Linked DNA regions of Mus musculus: region 1 is linked to region 2. The links are chromatin contacts, called in public promoter capture Hi-C maps. All regions are on one chromosome and are shown on one strand. The core of a region is the stretch at or near the end of the contact, and the rest is flanking DNA. Distances in the headings are between cores, read along the strand shown.

Region 1 (5,836 bases), core at 1,465-3,964, 190 kb after region 2:
TCCTGAACTCAAAATGCATCCAATTGCCTTCTTGACATATTCGCTAGGATATCCAAGGGGTATCTTAAACTTGGCATTTTCAAAGATAAATACCTTATTATCATAGTCAAACGGATTCCACACATTTTCCTGATCAGGTCATCAGCAACTCCTCTCTGTGCAGTACATGGATCCCAACCCTGAGGTCAGCATTTACTCCAACTAACCCTAATGGAGTTTGGCCAAGTAGCACTCAGTCACCTTCACAATAAACCTAAGTGTACCCTCCTCTCAACACTCTCTGTCACCCCACCTCATGCTTGCTCCTGTTCCCTGGCTCTCTGTTCTTGCCTTTCTAAGTCTAACGACTCCTCTCGATGATGGTTCTATCTTCTTGTCTCATCCTCTTCAGCTTTGCATGCGAATGCCATCTGTAAATGGAGCCATCTCTGATCACCCCTTAGAAAATCATGATTCTCACTTCTTTAATATAACTAGACTGTATTCTCGCCTTAGTCTTTGTTAGCTGAACAACAACTTTTATTAAACTGTATTTTTTCATTCTGTTTAGATTTTAGTTACCAGACTCCTCCAAAAGGCCGTTCTCCAATAAGGCAAAATGTTCTGCATCTGTGATTTCTAATGTGGTAGTAGATATCTTTACATGACTACCAAGTCTTTGAAATAATTTAAGTTTTAATTTAAATGGACACATGAGTACCACATAAATAATCTAAATATAAACTGTATGAGAGCACAGCTTACTAGTTTTTATTTTTAGAATGATGTTACTCCAAATCTACCAGTTCACCGGGCATACAGGAGGTGTGCAATGTATGTCTGTGAGAGAAGACTTACTCATCTTTATTTTTCTTTCTGGCTTGATTCACTCACTCAAACATCATCAAACTCATGATAATTATGAGGAAGAAAGCAGAGTTTTCAGTTAAATCACTATCCTAAAGCCAGCCCATTTTGCAAAGGATAACTGTGAAGCTCTACAAGCTGTGTCCCTGCAGTGAGCAGTTATCTGTCCACTGTTTGCAGCATTATCTCTGCTTTCCACCGCCTTCACCATCTAAGTGAAAGGAAAGCCAAGGACACAGTTGCTGGGCACCAAAGTTGCAAGTGTGGTGACTTTCTGCTGTCACTACCTGAATCACATAGATAACAAAAAAGATAATTTTGTTTTCTCAATCTTTTTACCCACTTGAAACTCTGTGTACGCATTCAACACTCAACTTCAGAATAAAACGAAATGAGAAGAAGTAGATAGGAGGAGCAATAACTGACTACAGTCTGGAGACAGGAGAAGAATAATGGCATTTAAAAACAATGAGGGTCTGGAGTAAACAAGCTTCTTAAATTCAGCCATCTGATGACCCCTACGTAGGCAAAGGGAAGCTATGAATAGCAGAGCAAGCAGCTTCTGATTAGCACCCCATATTTAAATTCACAAGCCAGGTCTTATCAACCATCCTATGCAGATTTTCATAGCCTTGTATGAGCAGCTCAGAATATGATCCACCTTCCTTTGCCTTCTACATCCTCTGAACACCCCAGCCCCCAACATGGGGATTAAATCAATGACCTCTCGTGGTCAGTAAGCACTTGACTACTGAGCCTTCGTATTACATTTTAAAGCTTTGGAACAATCTCACTTCAGTTGTTGATCTTGAACTCACGCATGCTGTGGCTGAAACAGTCCTTGTGTCCGAGTCTCTCAAGCAGTTTAACTATATGATACCCCTGCACCACTAAGCCCAGTGTGGATTTCTGTTGGTGTGGTCACTCTCATTTACCTGTACTGTGTGCCCTTCGTTAACCAAGTCCCTGTGAGAGAGATGATGATGGGAGCAAACTGGTATTCAAGGACCAAGTTACTTCTGTACAGTTTTGCAAGTCAGGGTCTAGCTTCCTCAAGGGGGAGAGAAATTTATGCTTTCTATATACAAGACGTCACTCTGGGACAGAAGAAATACCAGTGGAAATGTCAGAGAGAGAGAGAGAAAGAGAGAGAGAGAGAGAGAGAGAGAGAGAGAGAGAGAGAGAGAGAGAGAGATCAGTTTGTCATATGAGCATAAATAGGAAATACATTCCAGTTGCAAACCCCAGCTGTTCATAGCTCTGGCTGTTTTTATGCTTTTGTTTCCTGCTCTGGAAATGGGGTGTCACAGCAAAGCTGCTTATCTGACGATCTTGTTACAAAGAATAAGTAGGAGTGATTGATTTTATTCTACATTGTAAGCATTTATTACCAGTCTTGTGTCTCTTGCTACTCTAGAGGGAGAATTTTGCAGAGCTGTATTAGTGAGCCGAACACTTCCATTTCCATTTGAAGATGACCAGATAGGGTTCTTTAAACAGTCAGATTCTTGGTGCCTGAAGGAAGACTGGAAAGAACACTCTCTGCTGTTTCTTAGTCCTTAACACCACAGTGCATGCTCACCGAGGTTCCTTTCTTTTTCATTTCTTTTTGTTTTCTGAGTTTGGATTACCGCAACTCGCTCTGCCATGGGGAGGCTGGCCTTGAACTTGCTGTGATTGGCCTCTCCTAGCTGAGGCCAGGAGACACACAGACGTAGGTCTGAAAGATGATAATTTTCTCTAATTGTTTTCTACCACTCCTAGGAGTAAAATGAGTTATTCAACCTAGGAGGGTCTGAGGTAAGGATTATAGAAGTGGGTGAAGGTAAAGAGTTACTCTTCATGTCCTCCCTTCACTACATCAAAGTCATCAAACAGATCCCTGGAAGAATCCACATACCCCAGAGGAAGTGCTTCCACCACCCAGACCCTGCTAACTTGTCACAATTCCAGTGTTTGTTTTGTGTGTAGGCATCTCTAGGGCCAGATTAAACAAACAGACATAGCTAGTGTGCAAGTTTTCTACTTTCAGGGGATGACTGTTCTAAACATTTGGTGATCGATTCTGTTGGCCTGAAAAGTTGGTTGAAATTGACCTTCTACTTGCCAAATACCTGAAAGCACCCCTTGAGGCTATGACAGCAGGAGCCGGACCAGAATGCACTGGAAAGAAGAGAAGCCAGACTCCCCAGCATCCTTGAGCTATTACATTGGCCTGGTACTTACTCTGTGAAGTCGGCTGCCGCAGTGATTTACTCTAGTGCCTGCAGTGGTGTCTTTCCCTAATTGCTGAGCTCATTTTGCACCCTAGTGCCAAATAGTCCCCCAGAGACTACTGAGTAAAACAACAGGCAAAGTTCCAGTGACCATCACAGATCCTTAATGAAACGCAGCTTTTAAAAGCAGACGACCTTCCTGGAACAGCCCCAAGTAGCAGACACTCCCATTTTCTTTAGGCACTTTGGTGAAATTAGCTCCATTTAATAAAAGATTCCTTCTGTTGGCTACTTGGGCAATGATATGGTTTTAGGGACTCTTATATGTGCCTTATTTAGATAATTGCACTAGAGCAAAAAGGAGAATACAGTACACGATGGATGGTACTATGGGGATGGGGAATATTTTTGACTAAAAATCTCCTCCGAAAGCTGTTTATAGTAGACTCAGGAAACTGCAAATAAGTGAACAGAGCTTGCAACCTACTTTGAACCTGAGATAATAGAGTCTAAAGGGACCACTGGATATTACAAGTATGCACTGTGAAAGACAGATCAGAGAGACTCATCGAAATACCACAAGGTCAGGGTTGGAAGGAGGTCGAGAAGCACAATAAATCCCGCGCTGTTACCTGGTCCTGACTGTCTGTGCTGCAGAATCTTTGCCTGTCTGTCACTTCCCCCACCAATGCTTTCATCTTTCTCTTTCAGCTGCACTTAAAATCACATGACAGTGCTGCCAGAGAGAAATACATATATGTATGCATGCGTGGACACACAAAATCTCTTTGAAAGACTCCAGTAAACATCTTTCCTTTTAGTTTCAGAAGGCCATGCTGGAAAAGACCATGAATTATGCTGGCTATAGCATAATCCCTGGCTCAACAACATATCCCCTCTCTTTTATTCCTTGTTTCTATCCTGAGCAGTCAAAAGTGGCTGCTTTCCTTTGACATGTCTATGGTCGTGTTTATCAAATGAAGAAGTATGTTGTATCGAGGGGTTATCACTAGCCTTCAGTATTTACATGTGCTGGTCTAGCTAGACTGATTCTCTCTTATGCAAAATTGTGAGAGACCTGTGCTGTGAACAGATAAAGACTTCAGAACTGCAAACTCAGGTAGTTCGGGCTTTGGTCAATAGTGGCTAATTATTTCTCAGCTGACCTGTAAGTTATTCTGACACATTTAACAGATCCACAGTTGTGGTTTGAGAAGTTAGTTGGTCACGGGTAGGACTTTTGCTCAGCATATACAAAGCATTGGCTTCTAACTTTAGCATTTTAAAATAGGCCAACAGGTTGCTATCAAGACACAAACCTGATCAGTATGATAGGCCATGTCTATAATTCATGCTACATACATGCTTGAAGCAACAGAACTGCAAGATTGAATCCACTTGGGCTACATATCGAGTGCAAAGCTAACCTGATCAACTGAGTAAATCCATCTCTCAAAATAATGTCTCTTTAAAAATCTGAGATTAGACTGATATGATGGAGTGGTTACTTAGCCTCTAAAATGCTCTGGGATCTCTTCCCAGCACAGTAAACATACAAACAAACAAACCACAACAACACACTAGCCTAGACATAGGTAACTCCAGTGCAGAAGAGTGGTATGCTATTCATGCTTAAACTTGTTATGATCTGGGTCTAAAGCATTCTCGAGGCTCATGAAAGTATTGGGACTGTTTAATGGTGGCGGACGGTTGTTGTGTGAGTGCTAAATGATACCTTTCCAGACTGGTTAGTCTTAATCTTTTCTAATCTTCACAACTCTATGTAATAGATAATTTCATTTGGGAGTAAGGGAATTCAAGTGATTAAGGCTAACTAAAAGTCCAAATACTTTGTCTAAGCTGACACAATTGGAAAGACATCAGAAATAAGTCCTAAAGAAAGACTCAGTGGAGTCTGCCTGCATTAAGAAATTAATTAATGCTGGGCAGTGGTGGTGCATGCCTTTAATCCCAGTGCTTTGGGGGCAGAGGTAAGCAAATCTCTGAGTTTGAGTCCAACCCAGTCTGCAGAGCTAGTTCTAGGACAGCCAAGACTACATAAAAAACCTTGTCTCAAAAGACCAAACCTACCCTCTAAATAAGTAAATTAAATTAGAAGAAAGTAATAATTAATTAGTTTAAGACCAACCTGATTTTTTTTTTTCATTTTCGAGACACGGTTTCTCTGTGTAGCCCTGGCTGGCTGTCCTGGAACTCACTCTGTAGACCAGACTGGCCTCAAAACTCAGAAATCTGCCTGCCTCTGCCTCCCAAGTGCTGGGATTAAAGGCGTGTGCCACCTGATTTATATAGGGAATTCTAGATCAGCCAGAGATACACAGCGAGACCTTGTCTAAAAAGATAGCTAATGATGTATCTCAGCAGAGAAGAGAGTCAGGAGAAAGGGCCCTGGCTAAGAGCTGTTCCCTGGGTAGACTGTGCCCATATGCTCTGCTGAGAGATAGAGCAAGCCTCATCAGGCTGGAGCATAATAAAGTGAGAACAAAAGATGTCAGCCTGGGGTGGATGGGGGAAAGAGGCCCATTGTTGTAAGAAGTGGGCAGTGCATGCTGCTATAGGAAAATAATATTATTAAGCTGTATGTTGGGGAAGGGGCTCAGACATGGGTCATCAGTGGCACAATAACACAGCTTGGAAAAGAAGTATTGTGCTCTGCTGAGAGTGTCCACCAAAGCGGACACAGAAAACATGGTGACATTTTAGTATAGATCATACTACTAGCTATGCTACAAATGCAAGCCTTGTAATAAAGC
Region 2 (5,981 bases), core at 830-3,329:
CACACCTGAAGCTCCGTAAAACAAGGACAGATGGTGCTGGGTTTTATTTCTGTCAGGATATTTCTGGGACAAAAGCATAGTTTTTGTCTTTGTTTTTAACCATTAAACTAGTGATTTTTAAAAATCGGTTTAGTCCTTAATTTTTTGACCATGTTAATACATTCACATACAAACAGGGGTTTTCCAGGCTGGAAATGATTGAGGTGCCTAATGCACACAATCACTTAGATAAGCCTGCATCTCCAGGTAAATTGCATTTACATAACTGGAGATTATTTTATTACCTGAAGGTTTTTCTTTCACTCTTCACACAACAGTACCAAATGTTGCCATGACACCATTGTAAGATAATTGTTGTGAATATTTTTAGGCCACATTTTACAATAAGGAGCCTCCAGTTATAGTAAAATATTAGTGAAAGCTTAGTGAGTTACTGGGTTTGTTTTGCTATTCTGTTTTTAAATTTTTGCTAATCATTTAACCTTATAGTGAAAAAGAAAGGGCAATTGATTGTGTGTGGTGCATCCGTGGTGGTTGTGGATTGTATGTGTGTAAGATAAAACTGTAAAGAGTCCTAAAAGGATGAGGGAGATGCCAAGATGACAATTTCCTCTTGCAAGAGCTGTCCCATTGTGCCCATTTTCCAGATGTTCTTGGGGAAGCATCCATGCTCACTAGCCTGGTCTGACTATTTGATATTTCAGATGTCTTGAAGTTCACCAAGAGGGAAGTCCCATCGTGGCTGAGAAGGTAAATGCTATCCTAATGCTGGACCCTTAAGGAAAGAGTAGCTCACATTCGTCTCTTTATTTCCACTTTTTTTTCTTTTTATGAAAGAAAACCGGGGATAGGCGATCCCATACTGACAGTAATAGGAAAAGGGCAGAATATTTTCTCCCGGAATTTCATAAAAATAGACTTTTTTTGAAAAGCTCTTGAGTAGTTTTATTTAAGTGAGGCAACTTTGTGGCGGAAATTGCTTCCTAGAATATAATCTTCAAGAGTGTAAGCTTGCAAAGTTATTTCTTTACTCTCACCTCCTCTAATGCAATGAAAAATGCTCTACTCTTCATAGTAGAAATGACCTGTTTGTTCACCTCTCTGGTTACTCTCATTTCATTATTTTGATGATAGTTACCTTTGTTTAAAATATACTTGGCTAAATTACCCGTTTATCACAGAGATGCTAAATAACATCAAGTAAAGTGCTTCGACTCCTGTCTTTTGTCTCCCAACCACAATGCTGTGGCTAAGAGGAAGAATTATGCTAAGTGATCTTCCATGTAAGAATTGAATTTATTTTTACTCTGGAAATAGTTGTTTTGTCTTGTTTATAATTTTCTCCAATTGATAAACCTTCGACTATAGCATTAAGTGTGCTCAGGCACACACATTGTGTGTGTGTGTGTGTGTGTGTGTGTGTGTGTATGTATGTGTGTGTGCGCGCCTGTGTACACATTAAGCAATGTATAGATAATTGAGGCACCGTTGGAGACCCCTTACCCAAAGTGTCACACATTAATAAAATAACCTCAAATAGAAACTCACAACCTGTGTACTTTCTTCCCACTTTCAAGACTGGCACCGGCTTCCTGCCCCTGGGGTCTTTGGTCTCTAAGGGAGCTTTTTAAGGGACACTTGGCCTCTTGCAAAAAAGTAGAGCATTTTGCACATTCCATAGTTTGGCAAAGTCAGAACTAGTTATTTTCTCTAGACCAGTATCAAGTTCTTCTCAGGCATATGATTTCACTTGAAGTCCTGCCCAGGAATCCTTCAAAGTGAGCATTTGTCCCGCTCTCATGATGTCAGGCGGTTTTCCCTGCATCTGTAATTTGAAGAAAAACAAACAAAACTGCGGGGGGAACAAACGCCACGGAAACCCAAACAGAACTCCGTGGGGAAGGAGGGTCTCACCTGCATAGGGTGCACCAGAGGGGCACCAACTGAGGCTACCCAGTGTGGGTGGCAATCTGGCCAACCTTGTTGAGAAAGTGTCAATGTCGCTGCTCTCTGTGGATGGCACGGACCCACCACTCTGGGCCTCTGGCCGCTGCTCGAGGCCGCTGCGCCAAGTGTCAGCGGTAGCACGGGGAAACAGATACAGACACAGGCAAAGACCCAACATCAAATTTCCAAAGACAGGCCGGCATTAGTGACAAAGTGGGGGTCGGGAAGGGAATCCCCAGGGGCCACTTTTCCAGAAATTTCTGTTAATGTGTCATAAAGAGTGCCCCACCCCTAGCAGCAGTGAAAGTAGAAGCGCTCCAGCACAATGGAAGATTCTTCTTCCTTATTTTTAACAGCGACAACCCCATTATTTCCCCGACTAGTCCTTGGAAAGCGACTATCGAAAATACAAATAGGATTGATTTTCTGTTCAGTGTTCAGTGGGCAGCAAAAGACAGACCTACTAAGCCTAGTACTGGGTGCGGTTTCCATTCTCTTTTGTTTCCAGGCCCCAAGACGCAACCCCCGCTTAATGTTCTTAGCAAATCAAAGCACGCATCCTTTGAAGAAGGTGTGTAATTGGAGTTTGAGGCATATATGGAATTCCCAGATGTCTATAAAGTAAAAAGGAGCCTATGGCAGGTCGCTGGAAGGTGGGGCAAGTTACAATCACTGCCATACGCCGAACTGCTTCATTTTCTCTCCCTTGATAAAGGCCAGCAAATTAAGCCTCAGGAAAGGTCGGGATGTGAGCATCGTCTACAAGCATCTTCTTGTACCAGAATCATAGCAGAATAGCAAAAAAGCACATGGTCAGAAAACCTCAAGGAAAACAGTCAATTACAGTGGGGATTTCGTGGGCGCCCTGCAACAAGATCATTTGGGTTTGCTGCAGTAAAGGCCGTCAGTGGCTTCTTTATTGTTTATGTGGACTATGTTCTGTTTCTTCTTTTCCCTCTTACCAAACTGGTGTTGTCGTTTTTTTGCAACATGTGACTTAGGCTGAGGCCAAAGGAACAAAACTTCAGACTATTAAAGGAAAAGGCAGTGCTGAAAACATTCCTTCCAGAAGGCAGCTTTCTTGGGGGTGGGGGTGGGGGTGGGGAGGGGAGATTGGGAGCGGAACGAGTGAAATTACATTTATGTAAAACAGGCAGCCTAAGGGTCTACCAGATAGAGGGAAGGCACCGCGAAAGGACACCAACATCACCCACCCTCTTTCCGGTTGTACCGAAGAAGGTGAAGAGGAGTGAGATGTGAGCTGACACGAGTTGTGTGTGAGTGTGAGTGTGAGTGTTGTTTCCCAGGCAGGTTTTGTTTTGTTGTTTTGGTTTTGGTCTGGAGCCCGAATCGAAAAATGACTTTTCCGTAGGGCAAGGCAATTGCCGTTTTATCTACCTGTAGAGTGGTCCTCCAGGTGGGAGATCTATGGGTGTGCTGAGGAAATTGGGTTTAGCAAAGGTTATCACTGGGAGGGGGGCGTTTTTTTAATTTTTTTCAGGAGTTTTGACTTGAGGGCTGGAGCAATGAGGGACTAGAACAAAGAATAGCAAGGAAATGGCCCCTAAGGCCCAAGGCAGAGGTAGAAGGGACTGGCTGGGGAAGCGGGTGTGACAAGTGAAAGGTCGGGCAGGTACTTGAGGAAGTTTATCTTGCCCAGATGTTAAAGCTTTTATGAAATGTCACGTGAAGAGAACAGATGTGAAAGTCGCAAGTGGAGCCACGCCCTTAAGCACAAGGAAGGCTTGCAGGGAAATCCAGGCATAAATCAACAACCTTTGTTTTTTTTTTTTTTTTTTTTTTTTTTTTTTTTTTTTTTTTTTTTTTTTTTTTAATATCTATCTTCTCTCTTAAATACTCACTCATAGGAAGTGAAGGTCCATCTTAACTGCCTCTTCCTGAAATCCCCGATTCTTCCCTGCCCAGCCAGGCCTTTGTTTCTCCTCAGCTTGCCTGTTTTCCTTCCTCATGTCCCTTTCCCCACCTCCCAAGTTTCTCTCCCTTCTTCTTTGCATTTGATCCTGAGCAAAGTATCTGGTCTCGGTTTGGAAAAGCTGAAACTAATCAATTGCCTATTTGAAGGGGTAGAGAGTGATAAGCGAGCAGGAGGCTTGACAGACTCTAAAGCTCCAAGATGCTTGGATGGGCTGAAAGATGAGCATGTGATCTTCCCTCCTGGGGCTGGGAACCATTGCTCTGGAGATCCTTGCATCCTTGGGGAGAGGCTTTCACCAAGGCAAGAGACTGCTTTGATTGAAAAGGGATTTGTTCTTTCAAAAGACTTGTGCACATAAGATACCTGTTCCTCCACAGGAGATGGAAGCTTGGCCTATAAACACAATTTAAATGAATTAACAGTTACCCAGTTTGGGAAATGAATAAGATTCCCTTTTCTGAGTTTAAGAGGGATGATCATGGAAGGCCTTGTTAATACTAATGTGTGGCCATGCCAGGATCTCAACACACAGCAAGAGTTTAAATGTTTGCTGTCTATACAGTAAAAATGTAAGGTAACTGTGCTATGCCTCTTTTTTTTTTTTTTTTTTTTTTTTTTTTTTTGGTAACTGCAACACATCCCTAAATCATTTATACTGCATCTGGCTTATTTATTATATAGCTTTCTGTAGGGCTTTATGTTTTAACAAAAACTTAAGGAGTTAGAGTAAAATTTTCTTCCACAACATTAAATCCAATTTTAGGGTTTATCTTGTTCTTAGAATTTCCTCCAAGCTGAGAGAGTGAGAATTCAAAGAGATGCCATTAACGGGTAACCAAAATTTTCAATACCCATAACCAGATAAACAGGCAGGTCCTTTCATAGCATTTAGTCTCAGTACCTTCTGAATCCTATCTAAACCATGTCACCAGGGTGCACTGCTTTGGGGTGCATATATTCTTATCTGGTTATAGCCCCTAAACATCTTGGATTCTGACCCTGTAAACAGATCCTCCCCCCCCCCTTGGATTTGCTTGCTCTTCAAGGAAACATTAGATTGAACCCCCCTTGACCCCCCACCAATATAAAGATTTCTTTGGGGGACTTCCAGGTCTTCATTTTCTAAAACATACCACCATACAACCTCTCTCTCCCTCTCTCTCTCTCTCTCTCTCTCTCTCTCTCTCTCTCTCTCTCTCCCTCCCTCCCTCCCTCCCTCCCTCCTCCTCTCCTGTTTTACTCTGTAACTTAAAGGGCTGGGGACTTTTGTGGAAACCATTTCCCCACTGCAGATTTAGCAGTGAGACGAGATCCCTTAGAGTCCTGTGGGTACAGCTCTGAGACAGTCTGGCAATCCACTCCTGGGGGCAGAGTCCTGCCTTCCCTGACAGTATTCTTTAAAATGTTCTTGTAAATCCCATTTGTACTTTGAACAGATTTCTGTTAGCCTCCTGCTTCATTCCACCCCTGACTTCTCTTGCCACTCCCCATCAACACACACCTTTTAAAACTTCTGAGTATTGTAGCACAGAAAAGAGACCCAGGATGGAGAAGAATCCTTCCTCTTCCTTCTTTCTCTGCAGACTGAGTGAAATTTAAAACACATCTCATAGATCAGTTTTCCTCCTCTGATGTTAGACACAGTCCACGACCCGGATTTTCAAATAGCCAGGCAGGAGTCTGCAATATTTAATCCAGCCAGCTATTAAATGTCCTCAGGCTAAATCAGGAACACAAGAAAGAATCCTTACGGGATAATGATACCAAGAGCAGTTGGGTGGAGGGAGGGGGAGGGGCAAATAAGGGGCAGACAACTCCAGAAATATCTTTCACTTGAAAAACTCTGGTTTTAGAACTCCTGTCAGAATAATAACAAATCGAAGAAACCTGAAAGAAAAAGTCTTTGCTCAAGGATATAATTTTAATGAAATACAACAACAACAACAACAACAACAACAACAACAACACACACACACACACACACACACACACACACACACACACACACACACTTAAAAACTGCTTCAGAGACTCCGCTTTTCCTTTACCTATTAGGGACTAGGAGGGTCCGTAACGTGATCCCGTCCCTCTTCCTGCC

The links. Promoter capture Hi-C pulls out the DNA fragments that hold promoters and counts their contacts.
Region 1: a contact with region 2 is called in a promoter capture Hi-C map of the 3T3-L1 cell line, with 5 times the contacts expected there. The contact joins two enhancer-like sites. A contact is called at or near these places in 3 of 39 promoter capture datasets (the 3T3-L1 cell line and 3T3-L1-derived adipocytes), 6 of 484 Hi-C or Micro-C datasets (CD4 T cells, adipose-derived mesenchymal stem cells, cranial neural crest and 1 more), 1 of 115 datasets of contacts at active chromatin or transcription factors (craniofacial prominence) and 1 of 9 other capture datasets (pancreatic islet).

What each region holds. Positions count from the first base shown.
Region 1 is chr12:34,152,822-34,158,657 of GRCm38.p6, forward strand. All of the region lies in intron 24 of Hdac9 (histone deacetylase 9), which reads right to left. Among named protein-coding and RNA genes, the nearest start is that of Gm51984, 59 kb to the right of the region's middle. Within about 2 kb of position 2,715, at least 12 of the 459 cell types and tissues checked have an H3K27ac peak or open chromatin away from gene starts, as enhancers often do.
Region 2 is chr12:33,960,557-33,966,537 of GRCm38.p6, forward strand. No RefSeq gene overlaps it. Among named protein-coding and RNA genes, the nearest start is that of Twist1, 5.9 kb to the left of the region's middle. Within about 2 kb of position 2,080, at least 15 of the 459 cell types and tissues checked have an H3K27ac peak or open chromatin away from gene starts, as enhancers often do.